Linked DNA regions of Mus musculus: region 2 is linked to region 1. Evidence: chromatin contacts called from public HiChIP or PLAC-seq data. All regions are on one chromosome and are shown on one strand. The core of a region is the stretch at or near the end of the contact, and the rest is flanking DNA. Distances in the headings are between cores, read along the strand shown.

Region 1 (3,320 bases), core at 538-3,037:
CCTTAATCACCTTAACTTATGATAAATGTGTTATCATTTGTACACGCTCCACTCTATTTTGAGTAACCAAAAATGAAAACATGACACATATTAGAATTCCAAAATAGGCTACTACTTTTGCTATTAATTATTACTTCAGCATTATTGTAAACCATTTTCACCATATAAATATTGCATTTCCCCATTTAGTTGAAAGCAGTTAATATATATATATATATATATATATATATATATATATATATGAAAGTTGAAATTTTATTATTATTGAAAATTAGCTTGTTTGTTCAATCTAAATCGTTTCCCTTCTCTGGGCTGTCAAGTGTAGACGCTGTCTAGCTGTGAAGAATTGCCCTGATTTGACTTTAACCTTAGATCAAACACTGAAACACAAGAGTAAATCTACTTAATTTCTGAGCAAATAAAAAAGTATCTAAAATTTCCCGAGCTGAAATGTTCCAATATATTTTCAAAAATCTATGATTGCACAGCAAATAGATAGAAATTTCTTCATAGATAGGAATTACCATAAACTTTGAGAAGAATTTATTAGTCTTAGGGCATAGGATTAGTGAAGAAAAACAGTGAAAAAAAAGTTGTTCGATTTGTTTCTGCCAAAGTCTTTAACAAAAAGAAAAATCTCTAGTTTAGAAAGAAGATTATATTTTCCACATCCAAAATAAAGAAAAGTTTACTATGCATCCAGTCACCTTGATTCCCAAAACCACCACGAGTAAAACACAATGCGGAGATGTGTCTCACATATAACCTTGCCCTTTGTCATTTTCGTAAACGAAAAGCAAATAAACAGCAATTGTCGCCACTCTAAAATGCACGGCCGCGCTCGGTGGCATTTATCCTTCCGCCTTCCCTCATTTATTATTGCGGGTAGACTGTTTGCCACCACCACTGCTGGGGAGGTCTGACACAGGGAGGGGAGGAGGAGTCGATGGACAGCGCCTATTATCTCTTCCCTACTCTCTCTTGCCCTTTTATGGCCTATAACTTCATTCAATCTACAGCTACATTTATGTCCCTTTTACAACAAAAAGGGTCATAATGCTGCCTCTGCTAATAGTGAAATTGTCTAATTTGTGCATCTTCTTTTAAGCCTTGGGACTGGTCTCCATCTCAAGTTATGCCTGGGTTTGTCCCATCAACTTTGAAAATGATGGTCCTGTTTAGGTTCTGCTTCCTGCCAGAACTGCCTGACTTCTGTGCGAGACCCTCAGGCAGACCAAGAGGGAGGAGAAACCTGGAGTGAACCGCGCAGGGACACCCAGAACATATCCAGAGCGCTTAGGGTGTCCCAGGAGATGGCAGGTTTGGATCCAGGGAGCTAGCTGCCGGTCAGCTGACATCCAGAGGGCCCCAGTGCAGGAATCTGAAGAATTTGCTTGCTCAGAAGATGAGAGCTAGAGGGACTCCCCATTCTGACCCCAGCGCGCGCCGGCTGGGGACCAGCAGGGCCTCCCTGCAGCTGCTGCCAGTGCTGTCCCCGCTGCCGCGCTGGAGACTGCAAGGAGTGGGTTGCTGGGCGGGCCTGGCAGCTGCTCTGCCTGGACTGCGGCCCCTGACATCTCTCTCTCTCTCTCTCTCTCTCTCTCTCTCTCTCTCTCTCTCTCTCTCTCTCTCTCTCTCTTTTCTCTGTTTCCCTTTTTTTTCCCTTTTCGCTTTGCCTGGTTGCATGACAACTACAAAGCAGAAAATGGTCCCCACAAACGGAGGAACCTGGAGTACAGTAGTTCGGGCTTCTAACAAAGCCAGACTCGCGGTCCTCCTGTCTCTTCTCCAGCAGCTGAGCTTTTCCCATCTCCTGCCGCTGCTGCGGTGCTTTGTCAGCCTTTCTCTGAGAACTCCCACATATTCTCCTCCTCCTTTCAAACTGTCAAAGATGCTTCACCCCCTCGGCACCCCACCCCCTACAAAAGAAGGGGGAAAACATGCTTTTTTGTTTGGTAAAAGTGAGGTAAAAATCTCGAAGAGAACTTTGTATTTGCAACTGAGATTTTACTACCATTTCTTTATTAGAAAACGAATCTTCAAGTCCAGCATAATAAAATAAAGCTCAAATGGATGAATATGGCAGGTTAGGGAGCAATTAGCTGCTAATTTGGGAGAGCACTTCTTGATTTCCCTGACCAGCCCATTCATGTTCCTTCCCTTCCTAAGATTTTCTTTCCTGTTCAAGGCTAAAAGCTGGCTATGATTCCGCTCATAAAAATATGTCACAGCAATTGGAATTTACCCTTTGACCTTCTACCTGCTCACTGCCACCTCTCCTCTACACACACACACACACACACACACACACACACAGAGAGAGAGAGAGAGAGAGAGAGAGAGAGAGAGAGAGAGAGAGTCAGTAGCCAGCTAGTTCACTTCACAGATGGAAGTGTTGCCAGTGAAAACTGCCTTTTGCAAAAGGTAACTCTTATAAAATTCTTAAACATGAATTATTCGCCATCCTCCATTTAAAAGCTATCTTGCATGTGAAATTTGTGGATCCGTCCAATGATCCTATTTTATATTTTACATGGTAAGCATAAATCCTCAGAGATTCTAGGGATGCAAACATACAGCAACAGTGAAGAGAGCAAGTCCAAAATGTATGGGCAGAGTTTTCTAGTTTTTCTGAGAACCCTCACCTTTCCAAATAGTTTGTCCCTGCCTTTGTGCAGTGAAAGCCCCATTACCAGCCTTGAGGAAAAAAAGGAAAAAAAAAGTGCTAAGTGTTTTGTACAATTTCTTTTTGTGTGCGTGAAGCTCAAAAAGCCAAGAAAATGGGCAAAATACTGAATCAGGCCACCAGGGCCAGTTCAAATGCACACAAAGACATTTTTACTGCATTATTTGAACTATTACTAAATAAAATGCTTTCTTCCGTTGAGTGTGGCAAAATAATAGTCTTCTCAAACGTGAATACTACTTGTTGGGAAAAGTTAGCAATAACTTAATATTTGGTTACAGAGCCATACCCTCTCTGATTAACAGCAATTCTTTGTCCTTACTGTGCATTCTGAAATGGTGGCAAACCTTTTAGTCAGGATTGGAAGCCCTTTTAAGATGTCCAAGCATGTCTTGAATCCAGATATTCAAGGATAAAATGAACAAGCTTAAACATTGTTTTCTTCTGCACACACTGACTAGAAATGAAGAATTGAAACAGTGTCTGGCAATTCATTACCAGATTCCCAAGTCATGACTTAATGCACATGTCAAAATTTGAAATAGCCAGGCAAGAATTAAGCAGGGTTTAACATTAGTATAATTGTGGGGTTTGGGAGACAATTATTATTTTTTCCCTCCATGTTTGCACACCA
Region 2 (3,320 bases), core at 587-3,086, 820 kb after region 1:
TCTATATTAAAGTAAGTATAGAAAAGATAGATTTTCTTTAGAATTTTAGCACATTTGATAAAACTAGTTTGTATGTTTTAAGGCTCAAAGACAAGGAACAAAAAAAAAAAAAAAAAAAAAAAAAAAAAGGCTGGGTTGTAGAGTACTTGTCTAACATGTAGAATTCCTGGGCTCAATTTTCACCTTTGCAAAATGAGGCAAATAAATAAGAACAAAGTAAATATGCACTAGTAGCAGTAATAATAAATTAAAGTTTAGATTAACTGAGAGTTCTAGAAGCTACCCAACAACATCCTAAGGCAGCACCGAAAACACAGAGCGAAATCTGGGACCCAGAGTCGTATCTTTCCCATACTCATGATCGTATTTATTTGATTGCTTTTGTATTGTTTAGTTTTGTCAAGATTGTAAAGATAGCCTGGAGTGGTGCCTCATTCTTGTCATCTAAGCTGTTGCTAAGCAAAAGGAGAAGAATAAGCGGTCTAAGGCCAGACTGGGGTATACAGTGAACTTCAGGCTAGTCAGGAATAAATGGCAGGATTCTGCCTCAGAAAAAGGAAGGCAAAGGAGATGAAAAATGAGGAGGAGGAAGAGGGGGAGGAGGAGGAGGAGATAGCAGAAGAGGAGGAGGAGGAGGAGGAGGAGGAGGAGGCAAAAGAAGAAAGAAGGAAAGGAACATATATACAAAAGGTGATTTGATTTCAGTGTTATAAATATGGTTAAGATACAATCTCATGTCCTTTCAAAGGGCAAAATATTACTAGCCTTAAAAACAACACAAAGGGAAGATATTATACAGTTAGTCCTCTAATTCTAGAAAGTTCTGAGCAGCAGATTAAAGAAGTCATCAAAGCTTTCATGAATAAGTAGACCATCTAGCTTTAAAGAAAAACCCAGTGTGGGCCATCGGAAAAGACATTGGCAGCGGAAAGCTACAGAAGCAAAGGTAGACAAGGAAGATAGATCATTCTTTCCAGAATGGGGTTTCACATTCACTCAGTAATATTGCAGCTAAACCTTGAGCCTTATGTTTCTTAATCTGGATTCTCAATCTACAGCATCCAAATAGTTATCTAGTGCTGTGTGACAAGGCTCCACACAATTGAGTGGGTTGTAATAATGACCAATTTTCAACTTACTGTTATGGGAGTGAGCAGTACAGACTTGGCTATGGGGACTGATCCTTCTGCTTTGGGCCAGCTTTCAATGATGTTGCTAGGATTGCTCAGCAATTTGCCATCAGCCACAGGTCAACTAGAGGCTGGTAAGACTAGAACAGCTCCAACTGGGATAAATCATCACTATTCACCATGCCTCTTGTCCTCCAGCAGGCTAATCCTGGCCGATTCCCATGACAGCTGGACCAGCGTTCAGGAGAGTCATTAAGAAGCCCTGACTCTACCCTGGCAAGCTGTCACTTCTGTCACATAGGGCAAAGCAAGTTCTATGGCCAATCCAGATTCAAGAGATGGGAAATGGAGTTAACCTCTTGGAGTAGCTGCAACACACCCTCAAACAAAGGATATAGACTCAGAAAGCCGTGTTGAATTCAGTGCCATTCTAATCAGCCTAGCACACATTCAGTGTAAAAATGAAAGCAGTTTTATACGTTTTTAGAAACAGTTTGTTTTTGTGAGGTAGATACTAGCCTACAGAAGGTATGTGATCACATTAACATTTGTCACAAACACAAAACCAGTCAATGCTCTTTATCTCAGGAAATCAGCTCTGCTCTTGTCATCATTTCACAGCAAATTTCCACCCAGTCTCTGGCAGAGCTGCATTGGACTGAGCACAGAATTGTGTTTTCTTTCTTCCTTTCTCTGTCTTTTAACTTCTCAACTGCCGTCACAATAAGGGGACATCATTTAATGCTAAATTACAAAGGAACTCTTGTGGGATTGCCTATTACAGCTGCCTTGATGCCAAAACTATTCAAAGTGATGAATGTTTTACACTGAATACCAAATACGCTCATAATTATCTTGCCATTTATAGAAAGTGTTGCCAATCTACCTTTGATTCTAAAGAAACCGCACATCTTTATCCACTTGAAAATAAAATCTTGTGCTCATGAGATCTACACAAAGGCCCTTTCATGTGGGTCAAAAAGGATGCTTCCCCATGCCCATTTAATATGTTTTCTCTGAAGTTCTTTATGCTGCCCTGAGGGCCATACACATAGTGGTGATGAGCATGTAACTTGCATAGCAAACTCCCTTCCTCCAAACCCACATCACAGCCTTCAGTGATACTGAACATACCATAATAAAATCCTATTTTTTTTTGTATGCTCTACACATACAGCTAAGGTATTGCTTTGTGAACAGGGCCCAACAACACAGGCACAGTTTACCAGGAACTTAGCATTTAAACGACTTTCATCTTGACAATGACTGACATGTCTCGCTGAGAATATTATATATTTAGAAGATTTTTTGAAGGCTCCATACTTAAGAAGCACATCTCATCCCATTCAGTGAACTTCTGAACTAAGTCTTAAATCTTTAAAGAAGGGTCAGAAAGCCACCCTGCTACAAAAGCCTGCAACTTGCACCCAACTCGTATCACAGAAGAAATTCATGCATAGAATAATTTTTCCGAAGTTTTCTTTCCATTAGAGAAAAATATTCTTCTCCTTTCAGCATTGAATATTTATCATTGAGATGAGAACTTCTGCTAGACTCAAAGTAGAAGACTCAGAGTTTATTCTTCATAAACTTTGAGAATTCCTTCAACCCATGCTTCTCCATTTACACAGCAGATCAGGGAAGGCTAGAATCCAATTTCAAATCAAATAACCCCCATATCGACGCGCAGGATAGGTGACAGGGCGCGCTCATCACCGTGGTGCTTTCTGGTGGGTAATGTGCTCTGTGTAGCCATTTGGCAGAAAACGCTCCAGTCAAATTGAAATAGCTTTAGAGCCTTGGTTAGAGTGGAAAAACATAATGTATGCTTGTCATTAGTTGAAAAATACTGTGTTCAAATTAAAGGGGGGGATGGGGGCTCCTGTGGTCTAGATCCTAGCCTGCACAATGACAGAGGTGTCAAGATCTTATTTAAAAGTGTTACGATGCGGCACAGCTCAGCAGCACAATTTGTAAGGAAACATGGGATCATGCGCCAGGGACTGAAGATTTGCTGCCTGATATGAGCTACAGGTAGTGATAAAATATGTTTCTTCCAGATAATTACTTGCTGCTCCAGGAAAGTGGCATTTCTAAATTGATATTTCAATGCAGTGTGTGCAGATTATATGGCACAGGTGGACGTCGCTGATTTTTTTTTTTTTTTTTTTTTTGGTCAAGTCATTGGGC

The links. HiChIP or PLAC-seq counts read pairs in DNA pulled down with a chosen protein or histone mark.
Region 2: an H3K4me3 HiChIP or PLAC-seq map of embryonic basal ganglia shows a contact between it and region 1, with 7 times the contacts expected there. The contact joins two enhancer-like sites. A contact is called at or near these places in 15 of 484 Hi-C or Micro-C datasets (the N1E-115 cell line, cerebellum, cerebral cortex and 9 more) and 3 of 115 datasets of contacts at active chromatin or transcription factors (craniofacial prominence, embryonic basal ganglia and embryonic midbrain).

The regions. Positions count from the first base shown.
Region 1 is chr2:63,701,149-63,704,468 of GRCm38.p6, forward strand. No RefSeq gene overlaps it. Among named protein-coding and RNA genes, the nearest start is that of Gm8541, 130 kb to the left of the region's middle. Within about 2 kb of position 1,788, at least 122 of the 459 cell types and tissues checked have an H3K27ac peak or open chromatin away from gene starts, as enhancers often do. A contact at or near this core is called in embryonic basal ganglia, where this site is marked.
Region 2 is chr2:64,521,070-64,524,389 of GRCm38.p6, forward strand. No RefSeq gene overlaps it. Among named protein-coding and RNA genes, the nearest start is that of Gm13575, 130 kb to the left of the region's middle. Within about 2 kb of position 1,837, at least 7 of the 459 cell types and tissues checked have an H3K27ac peak or open chromatin away from gene starts, as enhancers often do. A contact at or near this core is called in embryonic basal ganglia, where this site is marked.